Regions from separate parts of the Mus musculus genome. Here region 2 is linked to region 1. A link is a contact called in public promoter capture Hi-C data. All regions are on one chromosome and are shown on one strand. The core of a region is the stretch at or near the end of the contact, and the rest is flanking DNA. Distances in the headings are between cores, read along the strand shown.

What was found. Promoter capture Hi-C pulls out the DNA fragments that hold promoters and counts their contacts.
Region 2: a promoter capture Hi-C map of fetal liver shows a contact between it and region 1, with 2.2 times the contacts expected there. The contact joins the enhancer-like site here to the promoter of Mysm1 in region 1. A contact is called at or near these places in 2 of 39 promoter capture datasets (fetal liver and pre-B cells), 5 of 484 Hi-C or Micro-C datasets (CD4 T cells, the G1E-ER4 cell line and muscle stem cells), 5 of 115 datasets of contacts at active chromatin or transcription factors (bone marrow-derived macrophages, effector CD8 T cells, embryonic stem cells and 1 more) and 3 of 9 other capture datasets (adipose tissue, liver and pancreatic islet).

What each region holds. Positions count from the first base shown.
Region 1 is chr4:94,977,597-94,985,145 of GRCm38.p6, reverse strand. It overlaps Mysm1 (myb-like, SWIRM and MPN domains 1), which reads left to right and starts at 6,046. Exons shown (of 20, transcript NM_177239.3): 1 at 6,046-6,142. The coding sequence starts at 6,081. It overlaps Gm12694 (a long non-coding RNA gene), which reads right to left and starts at 6,025. Exons shown (of 3, transcript XR_867913.3): 1 at 5,370-6,025; 2 at 4,325-4,488.
Region 2 is chr4:95,160,015-95,167,465 of GRCm38.p6, reverse strand. Junos (a long non-coding RNA gene) reads right to left here. Exons shown (of 5, transcript XR_867920.3): 4 at 6,011-6,275; 5 at 1-1,696. Among named protein-coding and RNA genes, the nearest start is that of Gm12708, 30 kb to the left of the region's middle. Within about 2 kb of position 6,000, at least 294 of the 459 cell types and tissues checked have an H3K27ac peak or open chromatin away from gene starts, as enhancers often do. A contact at or near this core is called in the G1E-ER4 cell line, adipose tissue, bone marrow-derived macrophages and 7 more, where this site is marked.

The DNA of each region.
Region 1 (7,549 bases), core at 4,797-7,296:
TGAGTGCATACCATGTGTGTTCTTTTGTAACTGAGTTCTCTCACTCAGGATGATGTTTTCTAGAACCATCCATTTGCCTAAGAATTTCATGAAGCCATTGTTTTACTAGCTGAGTAGTCCTCCAATTGTGTAAATGTACCACATTTTCTGTATCCATTCCTCTGTTGAGGGGCATCTGGGTTCTTTCCAGCTTCTGGCTATTATAAATAAGGCTGCTATGAACATAGTGGAGCATGTATCCTTATTACCAGTTGGAACATCTTCTGGGTATATGTCCAGGAGTAGTATAGCTGGGTCCTCAGGTAGTACTATGTCCAATTTTCTGAGGAACCGCCAAACTGATATCCACAGTGGTTGTACCAGCTTGCAATCCCACCAGCAATGGAGGAATGTTCCTCTTTCTCCACATCCTTGCCAGCATCTGCTGTCACCTGAGTTTTTGATCTTAGCCATTCTGACTGGTGTGAGTTAGAATCTCAGGGTCGTTTTGATTTGCTTTTCCCTGATGACTAAGGATGTTGACCATTTCTTTAGGTACTTCTTGGCCATAAGAGATATTAAGGCATAGTGATTATTGCTTCCTGTTATTTTTGTTGTTAGAGGTGAAATTGTGTTTGTGTAGCTATCTTCTTTTGGCTTTGTTGAAAGAAAATTACTTTCTTGCCTTTTCTAGGGTGTAGTTTCCCTCCTTGGGTTGGAGTTTTCCACCTATTTCCTTTCTAGGGCTAGATTTGTGAGAAAATACTGTGTAAGTTTGGTTTTATCATGGAATATCTTAGTTTCTCTATGGTAATTGAGAGTTTTACTGGGAATAGTACCTTGGGCTGGCATTTGTGTTCTCTTAGGGTCTGTATGACATCTGCCCAGGATATTCTAGCTTTCATAGTATCTTTTGAGAGGTCTGGTGTAATTCTGATAGGTCTGCCTTTTTCCCTTACTGCTTTTAATATTCTTTCTTTTTCTGCATTTGGTGTTTTATTATTATTATTATTATTATTATTATTATCATTATTTTGGTTTTTCAAGACAGGGTTTCTCTGTATAGCTCTGGCTGTCCTGGAACTCACTTTGTAGGCCAGGCTGGCCTTGAACTCAGAAGTCTGCCTGCCTCTGTCTCATGAGTGCTAGGATTAAAAGCGTGCGCCACCATGTCTGGCTGGTGTTTTTATTATTATGTGACAGAAGAAATTTCTTTTCTGGTCCAATCTATTTGGAGTTCTATAGGCTTCTTGTATGTTTATGGGTATCTCTTTCTTTAGGTTAGGGAAGATGTTTTCTATAATTCTGTTGAAGATAGTTACTGGCCCTTTAAGGTGGGAATCTTCACTCTCTTCTACACCTATTATCCTTAGGTTTGGTCTTCTCATTGTGTCCTGGATTTCCTGGATGTTGGGTTAGGAGCTTTTTGCATTTTGCATTTTCTTTGACTGTTGTGTCAATGGTTTCTATGGTATCTTCTGCTTCTGTGATTTCCCCTTCTATCTCTTGCATTCTGTTGGTGATGCTTGTGTCTATGACTCCTGATCTCTTTCCTAGGTTTTCTAACTCCAGGGTTGCCTCTCTTTGTGATTTCTTTATTATTTCTATTTCCATTTTTAGATCTTGGATGGTTTTGTTCAATTCCTTCACCTGTTTGGTTGTGTTTTCCTGTAATTCTTTAAGGGATTTTTGTTTCCTCTTTAAGGGCTTCTACCTGTTTACCTGTGTTCTCCTGTATTTCTTTAAGGGAGTTATTTATGCCCATCTTAAAGTCCTCTATCATCATCATGAGGAGTGATTTTAGACCCAAATCTTGCTTTTCTGCTGTATTGGACTATACAGGGCTTGCTGTGGTGGGAGAACTGGGTTCTGATGATGCTAGGTAACCTTAGTTTCTGTTGATTATGTTCTTGACCTTGCCTCTCACCATGAGGTTATCTCTGGTGCTAGCTTGTCTTGCTGTCACTGACTGTGGCTTGTCCCTCCTGTAAGCCTATGCGTCAGCACTCCTGGGAGACCAGTTCTCTCTGGGAGAAATTTGGATATGGAGAGCTGTGGCACAGGGTCAGCTCCGGGGTGCAGAAGAAAATCCCACACACTTCTTATATATGTATCCTGTGTTACTAGTTCTTTGATATAGTCCCAGCTTCATTTCCTAAAACAATTTCTTTCTTGAAGGATATTCTTTAATATATATTTAAAAAGATTTATCTATTCATTATGTATACAACATATAGCTTTCTGCCTTCATGTATGCCTGCAGGCCAGAAGAGGGCACCACATCTTATTATATAGATGGTTGTGAGCCTCCATGTGGTTTCTGGGAATGGAACTCAGGATCTCTGAAGAGCAGACAGTGCTCTTAACGGCTGAGCCATCTCTCCATTCCTATTTAATATATATATATTGGTCTTTTTCGAGACAGGGTTTCTCTGTATAGCCCTGGCTGTCCTCGAACTCACTTTGTAGACCAGGCTGGCCTCGAACTCAGAAATCTGCCTGCCTCTACCTCCCAAGTGCTGGGATTAAAGGCGTGAACCACCACCACCGGGCCCTATTTAATATTTTTAATCTTTCATATTTTATTGATTTTTTTCTGAAACTTTTCTTTGGGAATAGTGGTGCATGCCTGAAATCCCACCACTCTGGTAATGGAGGCCAGAGAATCTTGAGTTCATAGCAAGTCTGTACTACAGGGCAAGCCCTCCCTGTCTCAAAACAAAACAATGTCTCTGAGTCCTGATTTTGGAAAGGTTTGTTTACTAGAAACAACATTGAGAAATATCATTGAGTTGACTAATTGTTTTTCTCCCTATATTTTAAACATATTGCTTTACAGCTTTCTTGATTTTCTCTTTCTTGACAAGACATTTACTGTCAAAGGGAAGCTTTTCTACTGGTTTTGAGCAATTCTATTGTAATTGACCTTAGTACAATATCATTTGTTTATCTATGCAGTTATTGGAATCTATTAATTTATTATTTCTCTCAAAATATAAAGTCTTCAGTCATTATTTTCGTAAATGTTTTCCTGACCTGCTTCTCTTGCTCCTTCAACAGCTCAGTGTCTGCTTTTATTTATTTATATCCCCTCATGCATTTCATTTTGAATGACATATTTTCTTACATGATCAGGTTCATTGATTCTTTCTTTAGGAATATCTACTCTCCTATTAGTCTCATCAAATGTTTTCTTTGTCTCTGGAATATACTTTCCATTTCCAAAGGTTCAATGTTATCCTTTCTGTATTTTCCATGTGTCTATGTTACTTTTTAAACACACAGGACACAATTAGAATCATTGTTTTAATGTTCTAGCATCAGGACTCTCACATGCCAGTACTGGATGAGTAAGTCCTAAACATAGCAACTCCAACATCTGTGTTATAACTAAACAGATTTCAGTGGAAACAATGTCTTTTCTATGGCCTATATTTTACTTCTTTGGATGCCTATTGGATGCCAGACACTGTAACATTAACTTACTGTAGGCTGGATACTTATTCTTTTATTTCTGCATACTACTTGAAGGTGATAATGAAGTTAAATTACCTAGAACCAGTTTAATCCTTTCAGGTTTTGCTTCTAAGGTTTACTGGGCCGTGCCAAAGCAATGGCCTATCTATCCACAGCTATTCCTACTTAGGCCATATCCTTCATATCGTCTACCCAATGAACGATGAGAATTCCTAGTCTGTTCTGCTTCCCTGCATGGGTTTGGACCTTGAAACATGACTGGATGATGAGGGATTAAAGAGACAGAAATTTAAAAAGAAGAGAAAAATAATAACAAAAAAAACAGATGTGTACACAGAAAAGCTGGGTCAGGTGGGCTGAGCACACTCCGATGGAATGGGACCAACTATACCCAGAGCACAGAGCCCCAGCACAGTTATGTACAGCACAGGGACAGGGCTTAGATAGTCTCTTAGATAGGCGGTCCTGGCAAAGGCACAGCCTCGGGCTGTAAACAGCCTGGAGGAAGACACTGCACTTGTTAGGTTTGCACACTGTAGTCAATTGTTCATAAACTCTCATACTTGGACCACAGGAAGGCTTGCACACTGTAGTCAATTGTTCATAAACTCTCATACTTGGACCACAGGAAGGCTTTGCCATTCCGAGCCTGACCCCAACAGAGATGGCTGCCCCACAAGACTGGGTCTTTGGGTGTTTAACAGGGCTGAACACATCTCAACAATACACACTCACCTGGGATTCCAATCAGGCCTAACACATTCGCTCAAAGTTTCTTCAGTCCTCACACAATGTCTGAGGCAAACAGGCACCATCCCTGGCCCTGCCTGAGTAATGGGTACTGCATTATTCCCTCTGGTAGTTTTACCTGGCTCTTGAGTTAGAGACTGGTGTTTCTATTTTGCATTTCCCGATTAAATCCAACAGGCACCTTTAAGTGCCTATGCTCTGTCAGGCAAGCTGTTAGCATTGATTACTAGATGAGTCCTCTGACAATGCGCAAACAAATAAACACCATGGTTCCAGGTTGCCCTGAAAAGTAAAACACACTATTCAGTTCCTAAAGCACGGGGCCCTCATTTTACAAAATTCTTCTGCCTCTCCTGCCATCACACTCTCAGGCTGAGGTGTGAAGTAAGCTCGTTTTATTGTTTCGTTCACTTATTATGGGGTCCGCATAGATCCAACATAACTCATACATCAAGTGAATGATGTATTGTATTCAAGCTGCTACTGATCGACCAAGGCCGGAGAACATAGAACAGAGTCCGGAGAGTGACTTTTTAGGGGAATTACATAGCATATTTAAAGGATGAAACCATAAAGTAAGGGAGGGCAAGCAGGGTAGGCTGTAGCTTCGGCCAATCATATTTTGACCATAAAGGGTTGAGCATGCGAATTTCCACCAATCAGAATAGGAGCTGGTTCCTGGGCCTGGGAACAAGAACTTAGTTTGACCCTACAGCAAGCTGGAGAGTGTCCTTGAGATGGCTGGACTCAAACTGCTGTCTCCTTACAACTTTCCCTGAGATGACTGGACGCAGACAATTGTCTCCTTCTAAGTTGTCTCTGAGATGGCTGGGCTCAAATAGCTGTCTCCTTACAACAGAAGCTCCCCCAGGGCCTGGGACCTTGAATTTAGTTTACCCCTATGATTAAATGAAGCCTGAAAACGACATGGTAGTACTTAAAAAAAAAAAAAAGAACAAGTTTATTTTGCGGGGCGTGGTGGCGCATGCCTTTAATCCCAGCACTTGGGAGGCAGAGGCAGGTGGATTTCTGAGTTCAAGGCCAGCCTGGTCAACAGAGTGAGTTCCAGAACAGCCAGGGCTATACAGAGAAACCCTATTTCAAAAAATCAAAACAAAACAACAACAAATCAGGTTTATTTTGCTGGTTCCCAATACACTTACCTGTCCAACACAGCTTCTACTACGTGAGACACTGTGCTGAACGCAGGCAGTGTAAGGACTACCAGACAGGTTTTATCCTTAAAGAAGTCACAGTCTGATCGAGAAGACAATGAGTCATGGATTCTAACTGTATGAGAGACAGATTTGAGGGCAGAAAAATGCAGAAGCAAGACTCTGATTTCTTGGAAAACCGTTAAGTTCTTTGCTTCACAGATTCCCAGCAATGATTTGTATGTATATGGCAAACACTCAGGGCAGAGTTTAAAAGATCAATCTACCAAGCTCTCTGTTTGAACAATCACGTCAGTTTTCTGAGTCTATTTACTTATCCATAAAATAAAATCCGTGAAACCTGCATCCATTCCACTGGGTCATTCTAATAATTCACGGTGGCGGGCGGGGCGGGTAGGCGCGCGCGCGCGTGTGTGTGTGTGCGAAAATGAACCAGAGACAATGGATGCCACAAAGCAGGGTCTCTCGCCTGAATGGAAAAAGATCTGCTGTGAGTTAGCCCACGTAAGACGTGAGAGAAGTGAGATAACCCATGCGGTCCTTGGGGAAGCAGCTTTCACGCAGTCTCCTGGTCTTACTCGCCGGAGTTCCCCGGAAGTGCGCCACGCCAAGGCCCCGCCTCCGGCCCTGGGCCCGCCCCCGGTCCCGCCCCGCCGCATCTCGCGGGATCTCGCGAGTACGCCTGCGTCAGGTGCAGTCATGGAGGCGGAGGAGGCGGATGTGGATGTGGAAGGAGATGTTGCGGCGGCTGCACAGCCGGGGTGAGGCGCGGAGCGGGGTCCTGCGGGCCGGGCTGTGCTAGGCAAGGGTCGGAGGATGCGGTTGGCCGAGGGTCCGTGTGGACGGCGTCGGGACCCGGGGTGCTCCCAGCCGGAAGTCGGCCGGGTCCGGGAGTGGACCCGGTGCCCCAGGTTGCACTGTTTATCTCCACTTTCTGGGCTGCGATGGACAGTGTTTAATTCGGATTCCTACCTGCATTCGCGCTGTCTCAGGCGCCTCACAGCATCTTGAACACTGGCGTCTAATTTAGTCCTGCGCCCGCTAGCGACCTGGTCCAGTCGTTTGATTCCTCCTTCTCAGAGCAAGTTGTTGAAAACTTGGGGGAAAGGCAGCTTACCCTAAAGGATCCAGATTTTAGAGTTGGACAAGTCATGTTTGCCTTTTGCTTTTGCTCTTCCTGTTTACTGTCACTCTGACCGTGATCAAGGCATTTGAGGCATTTCCAAGCAAGGCTCCGCTTGCTTGGAAACCAAGAATCACTTGTCGATCTTACTGTTGTAAGCATCGAATGAAATAATTCTGAGAGATGTTTTAGCATATGGAGAATGCTCGGCAGATGTTTTCTTTGCTGTGTTAGGATAATGTAGTGAAGACCCAGTTAGGGGTGTCATGCCAGTGCCTGCAAGGACGGGCAGTGTGATTTTAAACTGAACCTGATTTGACACGTGCCTTTAGGAGGACGCGGTATCCCTCCTTTTAAGTAATGGGGGCCAGATAGGACCTCCTGTAGAAGCCAGGTACATTACTTGTAACTTGTCAGCGACTTCGTTAGAATTCTGCTGAAGTACATACTATTACTAGTACTGCTCCATTTTCAGCCCATATAGTTCATTTGACAGGAGGGCTGCTCCACTGTAGACTGCCAGTCCTCCTCTATAAGGCACCAGAATAAGAAGCATTTTAAAATAGCCAGTGAGTTCTTAAAATGTGATGAAAATGAGGGGTAGTTAACTTCACATAAATATTTTCTCAAAAGTTCAAAAGTTACGTGGATAGCCTGAGATAGCAATAACTCTACACCAGTGTGATATATCAGACTTGAGCAAGTGCTTGTGATGTTTGAGAATCGGTGACCTCAGTGGGCGAGGGCAGTTTGGAGTTCATAAAGGAATTCACCTGGTGTTCAGTGACCGTCACCTGAAAGCATTGGCTCTGTGCCTCTCTCAAGGGTTCGTTTTAACTTTCCTGGTTGTGTTTAGTTTTTCATCCCTTTTTCTTGTACCATTTTCTTGACACTTGAGACTACTGGTGGCATGTTGTAATGTTAACCTCGTATGTTAGGTCTCAAAGGAGAGACAAATGATTACCTGAGGTGCTGTATTACAGTGGAACTGGCCTCCAGGTTCTTAAAGCATCCTTCAGTCTTGCCTGTTGCAGGGTATGGCTGG
Region 2 (7,451 bases), core at 4,751-7,250, 180 kb before region 1:
CAGCAGGTCTGCCAGAGTGTAAGCTTCATTCACAGTTCACATAACCTGCATGTCTATGTTGGTGCCATTCATGTCAACCAGAAAAAGAGGATCTGAGAAACAGTTGTCAGATCAGGAAATGAAGGGTTGAAGAAAGAGCTTTCTTGTAGGTGACAGGTATCATGACTGCTTTTATTTTCAATGACTAGATACCTGTGGGGGTGAAAGAAGAGAAGAAAGAAAATCATCACTAAAGATTAAAAAAGAAAGAACTAGTAACCAGTGTTTCAAGTGAACAAACACCAGGAGTCCTCTTCCCTTCTTTTCTCTTTCCTGACATATCAGGATGTTTCTATGATCCATAGCCTCATAATCACACCTCAAATTGCTAGGAAAGATGACTAAATATTTGGCAGAGTGTATACACACACACACACACAGAGAGAGAGAGAGAGAGAGAGAGAGAGAGAGAGAGAGAGAGAGAGAGAGAGAGAGAGAGAGAAATCAAGAAATCTAAGAAATGAAATGCCTGGTAGTCAGGGATAGTCATCCAAAGTCCTTCATGTTTAATCCTATCTCAAACACTGGGTTCTCAGAAAATACATTCTTCAGTCAGAACATGTATAAGATTAGCATCTGTATTGGATTGGTTGATGATGGATCACGTAAAAGACGGTGAGCACGTGAGACTGTTTTGTTTAAGGACAACACTGTAGCTGGCTTAGCTTGTATAATTTTATGGCTGTCACATAACCACTAAACCACCTAATGACACATTTCTACCACACAGCCTCTCATTAGGTCACACACAACTGTGTTCAGGACAGACTTGTCTGAGTAGCTCCTGTTTGAAATTGATAAACTCCCCTTCGATTCAGGCTTAGGAGAGCAGCTTTATTATAGCTCTCGTATTAAGAAGGGACACAGTCCATTGAGGTAAGAAAAATGTGACAAAGGTTCTAGACTATCTTGGGGGCAGCATGGTGCAAAGAGCTGGGGCAACTGGTCAGTCTATCTGCAGTAAGGAAGGAAAGAGAAGGCAGGAAGTGAGACTGGCCTATAAAACTTCAAGACATGCCTCCGTGACCCACAGCCTCTATCAAAACTCAGTCTCCAAAGGTCCCATGATCTTCAAAGCAGCACTGGCTGATGAATAAGTATTCAGATACATGAGCCTAGGGGGGCATTTCATATCCAAGCCACACTAGGACCAGAGGAGCACATATAATAAGAATGTCCATAATAAATTAAATGATTACTACTTCGAACATCTAGTGAGTGTTATATACTGCCAAATGCTTGAAACAAAGTGAAAGACAGGAAGAGTGAGCTTCAGAGGTGTTGAGGTGGCTATGGCCAAGTCCATGAGTGTCTGGGGTCTAGATCCCAGTCTGTCTGACTCCTAGGACTATATATAAACCCTTAGCCATGCACTTCCCTTCAGCTGCTTGGAATTTGGGGCTGGCAGAGTTTAAGATCATCTGAAACTCCTAGTGGAAGCCAAGATGCATGCTCTGTCTGCAGAGATGAGATGAGTACCCCTGTTCAGATGCCTTTACCAGTCCAAAAGAACCAGAAGGCTGCCGAGCAGGGACCAGGAAGCTGCACTCCGGAGAACTAGACCGAACGTCACTCTGCCACTTTCTGGCTCGCAGCCTCCAGTGAATCACTTAAATCCTATGGGCCCTGTTGTTTATGCCTTCTTCATGCTCTGCTCCTGCAAAACAGTTTAAAATACAGAATAAAGGTTTTTTTTCTAAATGGCCCCTTTGTACTCATAGAAATTTGTTTCTTTAAATGTTTTTTTTTTCTGATTAAAAAGTAATGTTTACCTATGAAAGAAAAGACAACTTTGTTAAAGTGGTATAGACTTGCCAAAGACACAGGAGAAAAAAGCCTGATTCTCTGTGATATGAAAACATTACAGTTGAAAATCTGAATTTCAAGAAGCATGGAAGAGGTTTCACTCAGCCATTGATGTTTTCTGGGGGCAGTGGCCTGTCCTGAACTTTCTTGGCTTTCCTCTGGAAGGTACTTGTATTCTTGCTTGCTCTTTAGGGTTCAAATATAATGTGAATGATGGATTATGAATCCTTGTACTCTTTTGAAAGCGAAAATAACATAAAAGCCTCTTGGGATTTTTTTTTTCTTTACCAAATAATTCACTCAACAAACTCTTCTAAAGGCGGGCTGTGCCCAGGGTTGTGTAAGGAGATACATAGCTCCCTCTAGGCCTCTGTAAAAAAGGCTTAGGCCCAGCTCACAAAGAAAGCAAAGAGAGTATGTAAGAGGACCCAGGGGAGATGTAGGCCCTATCCCAGAGGAGGTGAAAAGATTGTATCTTGACGTATGAACTGGGATTTCACGGATGGCACAGTGTAGATAAGCTATGATCTGAACAAGTTTGTGCTTCACCTCCTACCACGAGAGCATAGAGAGACCCGCCAACCCAAGGCACTTAGCAATAAAAGGAACCCAGTGATAGTTATAGTATAACTGGTATAAACCGCAACACCTGAAGGAACCAACCACATGGCCACCTGACTCCATGCTAAGGTTTTAGAGGTATGAAGAATGGGCTCCAGTCCCATTTCATATACACTGAAATCATGGATGAAATGGTTGATGAAAATGGCACCCTGGGAGAAGAAATTGCCTGACCTAGTTGTCAGCTTCCTCCAGCCCTCCTGAACACTGACATAGCATCTTGGAAACAGTGTTCAAGATAGGAAGGTGTGCATCCCCATCACTATCCTCCAGCCAGTGTGGAAGCAACACAAGACTTCCCAAACTACTCAGACATCCAACTCCACACACCTGGGAACACTGCCTTAGTTCTTAGCATTTCTCCTTGATATCAGTTCACTTCTTTGGTTAAAGGCTGCCCCTTCTCTTGAAGGGGAGTATTTGGGAAAGTCTTGAGAGTATAAGAGCAAATCCAATTGGTTCTAAGACACAATTGATACTTTTATCCTTAAAGTATGGTAATGATATGCTATAAGCCACGAGCACCATGCAAGAGTCATAGATGCTGGGAATGGTGTTGTTAATATGGAGAAGATGCCGCTAAAATGGAGAGCTGGAACCAGATCACGAAGTACATTGAATGCCATCTTCAATGAGTTTGGACTCACCCAGCTGGCAATAGTGAGCCTATGGTGCTTACTGTTCAAAAGGATATTTGATTATGTGGTTCTTTGGGTGTGGGGGGCAGGGGGAATGGGAAAAAACTAAATAAGATCAGGGAACACAGCAGCCATGAAAGCAATTTCCCCATTTAGTTTTATGGTTTCTACTTACTTGTCCTTGTTAATGCTATCTGTTCCCTACCATACCCCAATGCCATCATCAAAGAATTGTATCTCAGTGGACACATTTCAAAAGCTTCAAGTCCAGCCCAATCCCAGCCAAGGTTGCCCTGGAAACCTTGAACACACCACAGCCAGTCCAGGCTCATTGGGCATAAGATACAAGCTTCTGTATTCTGAGCATCCTATCATGAAAAGTCCCTGAAGACTTGTTCTCCCTGTGGAAGAGTATATTGTCTTGTCTCCTTCCATGAGCTCTCATCCTGACTGACGCTGCCTGGGGCCCAAGTCAAAGCCAAGAAACTAATGCAAAGATGGCAGCATGACCTTTTGAGCTATTCTGAGCATTAATAAAGGACAGGCTTGAAAGATAAGAGTCTCTGTGTCATCAGATATCTCTGAACAAGTTTGTACTCAAAAGGATTCCTGCAGGTGATTGAGCAGTTGTATCTGACCAATGAGTTGCTGGCTCTTTGGCCTCAGACCCTATTCCCTCAGCTGTAGAATGGTAGTTGCAGAAGTCCTTTCTCTCAGGGGGAACAGGGCAGTAATGATGCTTGGCCCGGTGCCAGATACCAGGACCTACTCAGCAGACACTGTAAACTACCATAGTTACTGTCAGCTCATGAGAGGCAATGGCTGAGTTCTGTGCTTCCTGTTCCTTCTGTGTGTGACCCTAAACCGGGAACACAGGGCAGTACAAGTCCCACAGACAAATGACTGGCCGCTAATGGTATTTAATCTAACTTTGGGGTGGGGGGGCGGGGGGGGTGAATCCCAAGAAGTAAAGAGGCAAGGCCAAGACCACATGTGAAGATTCAGGGAGGCTTGGGTTGGAACCATCCCCTCTGAGGCCTAGCCATGATTTTGGTTCTCCCGTTGGCACTGTTCCTCTTTCTGTCCCTAAGTAACACCCAAGACCTCAGGCTGTCTCATTCCCTGAGCCTTGTCAGTTGTAAGTTCAGACCACTGACTGCCCAGACATCCTGTATGGATCGCAACACTACAAGCTGACAGTGTTGCTGAAATCCACCTTCTGTATTAGGGAGGTGACAGGCAGAGAGTAAAAATCAGAGATCCCAGTCTTTCAACCAGTAAAGCTCAGAACTAAACCTGGGAGGGGGTGGTCCTAAGACTGTAGACAGCACCGGTCAGCTGTGGAGGCCTACTGAGAGGAGGCACAGTACAAACAGAGACATGGTGGTGACAACAAGTCTGTACAGCCTGGGCTGCAGGCAGCAGAAGAGGGGTGGAGGTGGTGGGGGTGGATCAGAAAGTCTCCTGGAGCAGACAGTGGCCTTCTTCTGGCATCCAGACTTGACTAGGTTTTCTCCAGGTTGAAGAGCTTGGCGAAAGGGAGGATGGGAGGCTATGCGGGGAGGATGGGAGGCTATGCAAAGGAAAGGAGGTACCTTTGCTGAGGCAAACAGGTGTGACCCTGCTGGGGTGGGGTGTGGTCACTGGAGGAGAGAGAGCTAGGTGTGTGACACTTAGGCTAACGAGGCAGGAAGATCACGAGTTCAAGTCTGGGAGTTGGGGAGATGACTCAGCAGATTAGAGCTCTTGCTGATCTCCCAGAGGACCTATGCTCTCCTCCCAGCAACCAGCATAGGGCAGCACCTAACAGCCTCTAATTCCAGTTCCTGTCTTTTGAACTCCTTGGGCAAACACACACACACACAAGCACGCACGCACGAAGTGGGGGAGGAGCAGGAGGGGGAGAAAGAGGAAACGAAATATTTGGTTTTTTTGTTTTTTTTTTTTAAGGAGTTCAAGGCTATCCCCAGCTACTTGGTGAGTTAGAGACTATTCTAGGCTATATAAGGACAAGTCTCAAAGAAAGAGAGAAAAATTAGATACTGACCCAGAGTCTGAGATGAGCCAGTGACTTCTGGAAGCTTCAGAGTCCTCACCTGTACAGTGGACATAATGCCGGCTTTCCAAGTTTCTTTATGAAATGAGACACATGCACGACTATATCCTGACTCAGTGCTACTCTTTATATTCACCTCATAAAACTCCCTCCCTCAATAAAATTTTTTAAATGAGCATATTTTTACTTATGCTCCCAGAAGCACTAAGAATCTATCTCATGATTAGTCATACGCCATAACAATACAATTAATAATAATGTTAATTACTGCTGATTGAAGGCACTAAGTGCTTAATATGTATAATCTATAGCTAATCTAACCCTCGGAGCGTATCTAAAGATAAGTATCATTACTCCCATTTTATGGGTGAGGATAATGAGACAGAGAAGTTAGGAAATGTACACAGGTCACCCGCTGGGTAGGGATAGGTCTGGCCTTTGAGAAGAAAAAAAAAAGTGCATCTACAAAAAGGTCAGAGTAGAGTGAGGAATGCCCTGAGTTTGGAGTTCATGTTGGTCTTGGCGATCTCCCTCTGTTTCTTTCTCAGAAAGAAAGCAAACATTTTAAGTGTCCACGGAGAGAGGGGCAGCCTTACAGATGAGGAAGAAGGGTCCGAGCTCAGGCTCCCCCAGCCGCCCAGGACCGTGGCTGTCCTGCGCAGGTCCCTGCGCTGCCCCTTCCCACCGTGGGTGGCTCCCAGCGGCAGGGAATCACATTATCTGTTGGGAAGGCGTCCAACACCCTCCTCCCGCCAGCCAGTGTTTGCTCAAGGCCTAGCTCTTCAGAAACTGAAACCAGCAGCCCGAGCTGCCAGCCTGAGGACGCCCGCGGGCTCTGCCCAGGCTTTACCTTCTATGGGGAGGCCCGCGGAGGGCGGAGCGAGCCGGCGCCGCTGACGTGGCCGCCCTGCCCTCGCCCCGGGCGCCCGCCTCCTCCGCGCCGGGTGTGGGAGCGCGGGGCTGGGAGAGCGAGGTGCGCGGGCGTGGGAGCGCAGGAGCAGCCGGCGTCTGGTGCGGGAGGCTGGGGTGGCGAAGCGCGGGCGGGGCAGGCGGTGGCGGCCGGAGAGCCCGGGGCGAGCAGTGGAGGGCAGGAGAGTAGGGCGTGAGTCTTAGAGCTAGGAGAGGAGAAAGAAAATAATGTCTGGTCATTATGTTTGGCGACAGGGACCGAACCTAGTACCCAAGAAGCGCTCAGGACATGTTGACAGTGGTACTGTCCTTGCCCATCCGATAGGGGGACAGTGTGCCCTATGAGTTTATGAACTTTCTTCCTTCACAGTGTTTAGGCACAGACTGAAGGAGATCAGGCGATCCGAGAGGGTGTAAAGGATGAGAATGGATAGGGACTCAAACTTGCTGTCTCCCAACACTGATGTGATGACCTCAGAAAGCTTGAGCGGGACAGTAGCTGAATTAGAATCCAGAAGGCAAACTTAGAAAAGCACTTTGTAAACCACTGACTTAAGACAAAGGTCTCTTTCACCTTCAGAGTTCCTTCAGCTACGTCCTCTTACTAGCAAAGCAAATAAACCCACAATTTGCTTCCTAAATAATTAATCAAAACCCAGAAGTCACTCAACACATTTTCAGTAAATATTCACTGGAAATGTCTAAGTACCAGTTGTGGCCAAGTGCTATGCTGGGCACTCAGGGGGTGGCAAAGGAGACGAACAAAGGCTATGTCCTCATGCATTACCCAAACTGTTGGACACAGAAATCGAACAACTCAGATACTGACATCCAACTAACCAAAGATACAGGTGTGTCTACAGTAGACAGATAATGTTTTCAGTCAAAAGTAAATAAAGGTGTCTTTCTCTTCTGTGGCCTCATAAGTAGAGAGAGAATCTTGCCTCTGTACATGAGCTAGAGAGAGAGGGGGGAGAGAGAGAAAGAGATAGAGAGAGTATTAATTCTGTTATGGATCTAGCAAGTCCAAGTTCCTGAGATTAGCAGCATAAGGCTGCGTGGAGAAAGCCTACAGGAAGAGCCCATGGCTTGCTTCCTGTTTATGTGTCCCTCCTCACAAGAAACTCCTAACAGATGGCCCCCACTCAGTTCTCAGTGAGTGAGTGTCTAAGAGGATGACCTTTGAAACCAGGTTTCAAGAGTTGACTTCAAGGCCTGTCTTAGCAGACCTCTAACCACGGGCCAAGTACTTAACCTCTGTGTGCCTATGCTCCTATTCTGTGAAGTGTTATGGATAATACCTAGTCCACAGAATTCTAGGCATTAGAGACGGTGCTTTAAGCAGGTGGCAGGGATTCGGTGTGTGCGCAGCAGTGCTTTGG